Linked DNA regions of Mus musculus: all the other regions are linked to region 2. A link is a contact called in public Hi-C and promoter capture Hi-C data. All regions are on one chromosome and are shown on one strand. The core of a region is the stretch at or near the end of the contact, and the rest is flanking DNA. Distances in the headings are between cores, read along the strand shown. Region 1 overlaps Ccdc80 (coiled-coil domain containing 80). Region 2 overlaps Cd200r3 (CD200 receptor 3). Region 3 overlaps Cd200r1 (CD200 receptor 1).

The links. Hi-C and Micro-C count contacts between places; a contact is called where the count stands out from the background. Capture Hi-C pulls out chosen DNA fragments and counts their contacts.
Region 1: a promoter capture Hi-C map of adipose tissue shows a contact between it and region 2. The contact joins two enhancer-like sites. A contact is called at or near these places in 1 of 15 datasets of contacts at CTCF or cohesin (CD8 T cells), 7 of 484 Hi-C or Micro-C datasets (3T3-L1-derived adipocytes, bone marrow-derived macrophages, cardiomyocytes and 3 more), 3 of 115 datasets of contacts at active chromatin or transcription factors (CD8 T cells, cardiomyocytes and fibro-adipogenic progenitors) and 2 of 9 other capture datasets (adipose tissue and liver).
Region 3: a Hi-C map of group 2 innate lymphoid cells shows a contact between it and region 2, with 2.7 times the contacts expected there. The contact joins two enhancer-like sites. A contact is called at or near these places in 2 of 15 datasets of contacts at CTCF or cohesin (CD8 T cells and the NIH/3T3 cell line), 15 of 484 Hi-C or Micro-C datasets (B cells, the G1E-ER4 cell line, LSK cells and 9 more), 6 of 115 datasets of contacts at active chromatin or transcription factors (acute myeloid leukemia, bone marrow-derived dendritic cells, bone marrow-derived macrophages and 3 more) and 4 of 9 other capture datasets (adipose tissue, bone marrow-derived macrophages, liver and 1 more).

What each region holds. Positions count from the first base shown.
Region 1 is chr16:45,109,080-45,112,026 of GRCm38.p6, forward strand. All of the region lies in intron 3 of Ccdc80 (coiled-coil domain containing 80), which reads left to right. Among named protein-coding and RNA genes, the nearest start is that of Ccdc80, 17 kb to the left of the region's middle. Within about 2 kb of position 1,587, at least 99 of the 459 cell types and tissues checked have an H3K27ac peak or open chromatin away from gene starts, as enhancers often do. A contact at or near this core is called in adipose tissue and bone marrow-derived macrophages, where this site is marked.
Region 2 is chr16:44,961,468-44,964,444 of GRCm38.p6, forward strand. All of the region lies in intron 5 of Cd200r3 (CD200 receptor 3), which reads left to right. Among named protein-coding and RNA genes, the nearest start is that of Cd200r3, 19 kb to the left of the region's middle. Within about 2 kb of position 1,529, at least 110 of the 459 cell types and tissues checked have an H3K27ac peak or open chromatin away from gene starts, as enhancers often do. A contact at or near this core is called in the G1E-ER4 cell line, acute myeloid leukemia, adipose tissue and 2 more, where this site is marked.
Region 3 is chr16:44,779,619-44,782,503 of GRCm38.p6, forward strand. The region is part of intron 1 of Cd200r1 (CD200 receptor 1); the gene reads left to right. Among named protein-coding and RNA genes, the nearest start is that of Cd200r1, 15 kb to the left of the region's middle. Within about 2 kb of position 1,328, at least 10 of the 459 cell types and tissues checked have an H3K27ac peak or open chromatin away from gene starts, as enhancers often do. A contact at or near this core is called in the G1E-ER4 cell line, acute myeloid leukemia and group 2 innate lymphoid cells, where this site is marked.

The sequences.
Region 1 (2,947 bases), core at 337-2,836, 150 kb after region 2:
ATACAAATATCTATTTTCTATTTGTTATATATAAATATATATTTCATATATAACACTCACATATATACACACACATACATATATAAGGAGAGAGAGAGGGGAGAGAGAGAGAGAGAGAGAGAGAGAGAGAGAGAGAGAGAGAGAGAGAGAGAGAGAGAGAGAGAGAGAGAGACTAAGTTGCCCAGAATGGCCTGGAACTCACTCTCTAGTCCAGGTTGGCCTTGAACTTGCCATCCTCCTGCCTCAGCCTCCTGGGATTCCAGATGTGCACCACCAAATGTATTGAAAGAGGCCATAGTTTCAGCAATTGAAAATAGAGATCTCGAGCATAGTATATGTATTCTGTCTTAATAGATAGATTAGTTAAGATACACTGGGTCGATAACATTAATGGCCTTATATGCTATGATAAGAGTTCAGGTTTTCTTCTGTAAGAGAGGGACTTTCTGTCCTTTGAGTGCATTACAATTAGCTAGGAAACCTGTTTGGATGCAGCTCACTTGGTCTTACCATGAGTGAATCTAATTTGATTGGTCTGGATCCAAAGATTGTAATAGGAAGATTTCTTGTGACGGTGATGAAAGTTGGCAATAAATTCCACTCTTTAGAAAAAGCCAGTGATGAAGTGCTGCAGCAACAGGAGACAGTGAAATGATCCCAGCATTGGTGAAGGGCTTTATAGATGCACCACGAAGTGCTTGCTCCAAGGAAATAATGGATTTGATCATGATGGCCTGTGAACAAAGATTAGGGTCACCTTGAATGGCATGCTCTAAAGTGGAAGAGGTTGTATGAGCTTTCATAGTGGTAGAACAAAAAGAAAACTCATAAATCAAATACATTGGTGGGAGATCAGGTTGGTGAGGTACAACACATCAGGGCAATCTCTTCTATAGTTTTCAGATGTCATGTTTCTCTCTCTCTCTCTCTCTCTCTCTCTCTCAGATGTCATGTTTCTCTCTCTCTCTCTCTCTCTCTCTCTCTCTGTGTGTGTGTGTTTGTATGAGTCTTTATGTGTATGTGTGTGTGTATATATATTTATGTGCGTGTTTGTGTGTCTGAGTGTTTCTCTGTGTGTTTGTATGTGTGTCTACGTGTGTATCTATGTGTGTATGTGTGTCCATGCTGTGTCTGTATGTTCTATTATGTGCCATTCTGTGTAATGATCACACGTTGATGTCAGATTTCTTCTTTAATCACACTCCACCATTTTCTCATCTTCTTTCTTTCCTTCCTTCCTTCCTCCCTCCCTCCCTCCCTCCCTCCCTCCCTCCCTCCCTCCCTCCCTCCCTTCCTTCCTTCCTTCCTTCCTAAGACAGGGTCTCACTGTGTAACCAGGTTGCCTGGAACTCTGTATGTAGACCAGTCCAACCTCAAACTCACAGAAATCTGTCTGCTTTTGCCTCCAGAATGCTTGGATTAAAGTGTGCATCTCCATGCCTGGCTTCCCCACCTCATTTTAAATACAGAGTCTCTCACTAGGCCTGAAGCTTGCTGATTGGCTAGATTGAGTAGCTAGTACATTCCCCTGCTCAGCTTTCTATGTTGGGACTGGCGATCCAAACTCAGCTCCTTATGCTGGCGTGGCAAGTGCTGTGCCAAATGAGTCATCGCCTCAGCCCAGATGTTATCTTTTAACATTCATAGCTTTAGGGCTGGTGGAGATCTGCTGAGTAGCACATTCCAAAGGTTTTACTAATAGTCAGAAAGATGGTGAGGTCAAAGACATGGTTTGGGAGTGAGTGGATCTTAAGAAAGCTAAAGATAGCCCGAGATAATTTTGTCTCTTAATCTTCAACATCCCCTCTCTCCACAGTTACAACATTCTAGTCAGTCACTCAGTCAGTCGTCTGTCAGTCTGTCTGCACACTCTCCAGCACAGATATGGCACCCTTAGAGAACTTCAGTTCACAGCTTGAATTTAGGGGAAGGAAAAGAAATTGTGGATGCCAAGAGAGGAACTAGTCACAAGTGGGGTTTTGACTATAATGCTGGCATACAATTGTTTAATAGCTTCTAATTGAAGCTAATTTTTAAGTGCGACTGTGCTGTCTATAGTCAATCAAATACATGAAGAAACTTACTATAATGCAACCAGAAATGTGCCACTGGATTTTGGGACTGGGATTCCTAAATAATGAGAAACCAGACAAGCATCCCACAGACTATTTGTAAGAGGGTGAAAAAGAGCTCTCATCTGGCTAGTCTTTTCCTTGATAATTCCATTCTTGTTCTCACAAAATGAACATCGATCTTTGAGTCATGTTAGCTAAATTAGGAGAAAGTTAACAGTTTATAGGACCTCTTTAAAGAATGTCTACTTGTAAGTCTTAGAGAACTCCATGAGGACTGACTAGTGTGCTCAGACAGAGTGGATAAATTAAGAATCCATACATTCTGCCTTGCCTCCCAGACTGAAGACTATTAGCCCAGCTCTGATTTGCACAGAATGCAGAGGGTAGCCGAGACCTGGGGTTAGCGTAGACAGCCGCAGGCAGGAGCTGGCCTCACATGCACCTTCTTCAGAACTTGGCCAGGAGTGGAGTCTTCCCTGCTGTACTTGCCTCTGTCCTTCTTGGATCCAGCCTTGATCAGAGACTTCATTGTTTCCCTTGGGCAGATTTTTCTCCTCAGGCCAAACATGTAGACATTTCAGTAGCCTGAGAGTGTAAAACGTTTTCTTTCTAATGTTTAGCTGAATTACTTCTGAAAACATTTTGCTTGAGAGTTGAAACCAGACTGTGAAATCAGCTTCTTGCTGGTTAGAGCAAGTTTGTCTTAGGCCTTAAACCATGGTCCATTTGGCCAGTGATTGGGAGGTGTTTGTGTATAGTACAGTGAGGGCTCCAGGGGAGGAAGTCAGGCTGTCTGAGTCCTGCTGCCATTTTGCTTCTAGTAGCAGTGTGACCTTGAGCAAGTCAGTCCTCTTTTTCTTCCTCAGAATCTG
Region 2 (2,977 bases), core at 279-2,778:
TATATCTGTATATGTGCACACTCATGTATGTTTCTATATTGTGATGCCTCCATGCCAGAACATGTTTATTTCTTTCCACAATACCAGATTTTACTAAATAACATTGGTAGCAGTTTGCCAGGTAGTACCAATTCCCTTGATAACTGACTAAGGCAACCCAATTTATTTTGTTCCAATCTTAACTACTAATATTGACTCTCAGACCATACTTTATATATCATACAGAAAATATATCTATTTTCTATATATTTATGCATCTATATGTATTTATCTGTTTTTATCATCTAGCTACTTATCATCCATTATCTACCTATATAGGTTACAGAATGTGTTTAAAAGGAATAAAAATCTTCAGCAGGCTTTAAGAAATTACAAAGAAGTCTAGTTGACAAGCACAAACGAAAACAAATAGGGATGTCAGAAGATTCTTCAGGGAGAGGAAGTGTCCAGTAACTAACCATTGAAAGCCTGTTGGAGATGCTGCTGTGGCTGCTGTAGGATCAAGTAGTAGAGACAGACCTCAGATGCCTGAGTGGAGCAATCTAAGCAAGGTGCAGGTACAGACCAGGGAGGCAGTAGAGGCCAGAGGTCAAGAGAGATGAATGGATGAACTGATGACAATTAGAATGAACCACATCAGCACTGAGAAACAAGCCAACATGACACCCCGGGCACAGTCAGAAATTATCTGCTTGTTGGTCCCTTGACTCACACCCAGGGTGGTCAGATGACAGGTTGGTGAGGCTGCTATCATCACAACACATTAGGTGTTCTCCTTATGTGGTCCAGGTGAGGATGTATTAACTCTTCCTCAGTCTGGTCCTTGGGCCTGGCTTTCCTGGTGTTACTTTAATATACTTATATGGTCTCAATTGGCTTTGATAAATGTATTGGGTGGTTCTGCTCTTTCCTTTGGGAATAAGTAGGGTAGTCTGATCACAACACAATAATTACACCCAAAAATCAATATGGTCTCCAATGGGACCATATTGGGAGCAAACCACAGTTGAGAACCACTAGATGGTGCTTCGACTTAATCCTTTTGAACATCTTGAAGCAAACCAAAATCAGCATAGCCTCAGACAAAGTAACCCCGCTTTTCCTTAAATTTCCCCTCCATACAAGCCTATATCTTGTTAACTCTAGCTTTTCTTGGGAGGTGTTTGGAATAGTTACAAAAAGAGGCAGAGCTAAACTTCTGCTTTAAGGAGAAAAAGATCTTCTCAGTTCCTAAATGTGTACTGCTGTTTTCACTTAACTTTAGTAGAAACATTTTGCTCACCAAATAAGCTTCAAGGGGATTGTCATAGGTGAGAGAAGGAAGGTCACTACACTGTCTTCATGGTGAAGCCAAGGTTAGTACTCATTTCTTCCCTGTCAGTGTCAATGGCTTCAGATAAAATTAGCTTTTCTTTTCTCCACTTCCTAGGCCCTCCCACATCATATCTAGAGGCACACATGGTATTCTAATGCTGGCAGGAAGCTTCAGATAAATTAGGTCAACTTCCCTTTTTTCTAAAAGAGGAAACCAAGACTCTCAGATTCGGTGGTCATGGGGTGTCACTAAGAAGTCAGAGGCCCTGCTTTACTTCTCCCCAAGAGAAGGGAGATACTTTCTAAGGCCAAGCCAGACAAGAGGAAGAGTTTGGTCAGCTCTATTTTAGATCACATCTTGCTCATGCGGCCCCAAAGCCCCCACCTCCCTCACCTCTCTTGTCTGACTGGCCAAGTTCAAGTGATAGCTCTTTATCTAATTCATGGAAAAGAAGATGTTAAGATACTTATACTGATTAGATCTTGTGTAGAGCTGGGCAGAGCTGGGCAGAGCTGGGCAGAGCTGGGCAGAGCTGGGCAGAGCTGGACAGAGCTGGGCTTAGGATCTATCCTTTACCAGGCATGAGTCCTTATGAGAGAGAAGCCTGAGAAGACCTGGTATACTGTGAAAAAGACAGAACTAGAGGACATGCATGAGTCCTTGCTAATGAAGAGGAAGACAGTAAAACTGAGTTAAAAGATGCATAAAAATCAGACAGTAGGCAAGGTCGGGGAAGATAGGCATAGCAAGAAGAGGGGATGGGCTGTGAGGGTCAGGGTAGGGTCTTCATCAGGGTGATGGAAGCTGTGTTGTTTACTCACATACAGCTTTTGTTTCTTTTATTGGCTATTTTCTTTATTTACATTTCAAATGCTTTCTCCTTTCCAGGTCTCCCCTTCGGAAATCCCCCATCCCACCCTTGCCCCCGTTCCCCTGCCACTATGAGGGTACTTCCTCACCCACACTCCTGCCTTCCCACCCTGGCATTCCACTACACTGGGGCATCGAACCCCCTCAGGCCCAAGAGCCGCTCCTCCCACTAATGTCCAACAAGGCCATCCTCTGCCACCTATGAGGCCTGAGTCATGGGTCCCTCCATGTGTACTCTTTAGTTGTTGGTCCACTCCCCAAGAGCTCTGGGACTTCTGGCCAGTTGACACTGTTGCCCCCACCATGGGGCTTCAAACCCCCTCAGCTCCTTCAGTCCCTTCTCCAACTCCTCCACCAGGGACCCTGTGCTCAGCTCAATGGTTGGCTTGGAGCATCTGCCTCTGATTTTGTCAGGCTCAGGAAGAGCCTCTCAGGAGACAGCCATATCAGGCTCCTGTCAGCAAGCACTTCCCAGCATCCACAATAGTGTCTAGGTTTGCAACTGTATATGGGAGGGATCCCCAGGCAGAGCAGTCTCTGGATGGCCTTTCCTTTAGTCTCTGCTCCACACTTTATCTCCATATTTCCTCCTGTGAGTAGTTTGTTCCCACTTCTAAGAAATACTGAAGCATCCATCCACACTTTGGTCTTCTTCCTTCTTGAGATTCATATGGTCTGTGAATTGAATCTGAGGTATTCTGAACTTTTGGGCTAATATCCACTTCTCAGTGTGTGTATACCATGTGTGTTCTTTTGTGACTGGGTTACCTCACTCAGGATGATATTTTCAAG
Region 3 (2,885 bases), core at 78-2,577, 180 kb before region 2:
AGAGAAACTTTATTTCCCACCCCTTCCCTTAACGCCCCGCCCCGCCCCACCCCGCCCTGCCCCCACCCTCAGTCTGATTGGCTCCTTTGTAGTTTCCTGGCCTTTACCCATTTTTACCTATCTGGTTACACATTTGATAGAGGCCAGGCACCACGTAAGAGAGAGGTCAGATGACATTTGTTTTTCTGAGCCTGGATAACCTTCTGATTATGTTTTCTACTTCCATCCATTTTCCTTTGATTTCCATTTTTTTCCATACAGTCAAACACAGTCTTACGTGTGTATACACTACATTTCAAATAGCTATCCATCCAGGCTGCTTCCAGTTCCTTGCTATGGTAAAGAGAACAGCAGCAAGCATCACGTTCGAGTCCTTTGGGGTCTATGCTCAGGAGTGATGTAGCTGGCTCAGACGGTAGATCCATTTTCAGCTCTCAAGAAGCGTTCACATTTTATTTACACAGTTGCTGCCTTATTTTTTATTTATCAAGAATGAGTAATGTCATCTCTTTCCTTATATCTTTGAAACATTTGTTGTCATTTGTTTTCTTGATGATGGTCGTTCTGACTGGGCTGAGGTGGAGTTTCCTGGAACTGTGGAGGCCAAGCCGGGTGGACCTCTGTGAGTTTCGAGGCCAGACTGTTCTACATAGTGAGTTCCAGGAGAGCCAGGGTTACACAGACAAAAATTTTCCTCAGAAACAACATGAAAGAGAAGAAAAATAGTTTAAAAATCATTTGCTTATGTGTTCTTGTATGCTCCACGCTCTGTGGTGGCCCGAAGAGAACACTGGATCCCCGGAGCTGATGTAGGGGCTGGGGACTGAACCTAAGTTGTCTGGAAGAGTAAGAAGGACTCTTAACCAACGAGCTATATCTTCAGCTCCTAATTTTTTTAAACTATATTTATTCCTGTGTGCATATATGAGCGTGTGTTTGTATGTGTGTCCATCACATGTGCAGGTAGAGGTCAGAGGTCAACTCATGTCGAGTTAGTTCTCTTCTTCCTCAATCTACGTCCCAGGATTGGACTCAAATCTATCTAGCTATTTAGCTACACCACTCTTGGGTCTAGTCCAGCAGGAGTCTAAGTCAGTATATCACACAGATGCTTGCATGCCCATGTTCATTGCTACACTACCCACCACAGCATGGAAGAACAGATACAGAGAAGCAGGTATATGGATGGAATTATGTCACGTGCCACAGAGCACATGGAGCTTGGTATCATGTTAAGTGAAGCATGTTGGGCTGGAGAGATGGCTCAGCGGTTAAGAGCACTGACTGCTCTTCCGAAGGTCCTGAGTTTAAATCCCAGCTACCACACCATCTTTAATGAGATCTGACGCCCTCTTGTGGTGCATCTGAAGACAGCTACAGTGTACTTAGATATAATAATGAATAAATCTTAAAAAAAAAAAGAAGAAGAAAAGAACCATGTTAGACTTTGGAAGATAAACATCTCAGGCTTCTTTCTCATGCAGAATCTAGATTTATATGTATATGCATAGATGTGTGGAAAGAAAGTACCAAAGGGAAAGATCCGGAGGTGGGAAGTCAAACCGAGGTATTCAGGGAAAATAAAGACAAAATCACAAGTTCATTCTTAAATATAGTCTCTATATTTAAACATGTATGTGAATGTGACATATATGTACATGTGTGGGAAGGAGAGTGGAAGAGAGACTATTTGGAGAGGTCCAGCAACATGTGGAAAGTAGGAATGGGCCAAGGCAGTGGAGGGGACCAGGGAAAGGTCTAATATGTACGAGAATGCTATAATGAAACCTATTTTTTATGCTGACTCAAATTTTAATTAAAGACAACGGTCTTCTGTGTATTGTTTCTCATCTGTCTTGTCTCATTTAGCAGAGTCATTTTGAAGATCATCAATGTTGGCTGTTTTTCTTATTGGTTTCAAATAACATTCTACTGTATAGAGAGTTTATACATTTATTTATTTTAAAATGTTGAGTATTTTTTACTTATTTTGAGGACTTATAGGGTCTAGGAATTACTTTTGACTATATATAGTGTGTTTTATCATATTTGACCCATCCCTGACTTCTCCAGGATGTCCTCCATTCATGTTCTCTTAAAAACCAAAAGCAAGACCAAAAATCATTGAGTCTAATTAGTCCTGCCTGTATGCACATGGGAGTAGGGCCATCTAGCAGAGTGTGGCCAACCTACCCAGGCACTGCACCCCTAAAGGGAGCTCACTGTCTCTCCCCTAGTAGCCGTCCACTGTTAGCCTCAGCTAGGTGTGGGGACTTCCATGTTCCTCCCCCTCCACACTGGGGTTTATTCTTATTTTCTTAGTATGTCATATAGTTTTTCTCATTTTATTGATTTCTGATCAAAGATTATTGTTACTTTTTATTTTGTTTCAGGTCCTTTGGGTGAATTTTAAGATGGAAAACAAAATAACCCCTAGTATTTAATGTTTTTAATTTTCTTGTAAGTACTGTGTTAGTTGCTCATCACACATGTTCTTGTATTTCTGCTTTCATCCTGTTAAAACAGCCTCTAACTTCATTAGGGATTTTTTCTTTAACCAGAGTCATGCATTATGATGGGTAATGTTTTCCTAAATATGTGATGTTTTCCTAAATATCTCATTCTCACTGATTTCCAATTTAATTGAGTTCTGATTGGAGGTCATTCTGTATGATTTGAAGTTTTAAATTTTTTTGTGTGTGTACTTGAATGTGTGCTATGCTAGCTCTAAAAATAACTGTTAGTTCAGTGCTACATTACTTTCTTTGCTGCCATGCGATGTCTGATCTCAACACTTGGCAGCAGATAGAAAGTATATGCAGTGAAATACATCATGAGTTGATAGTGATACTTTTTATCCAAACATAGAATTTAGGATCCTTACT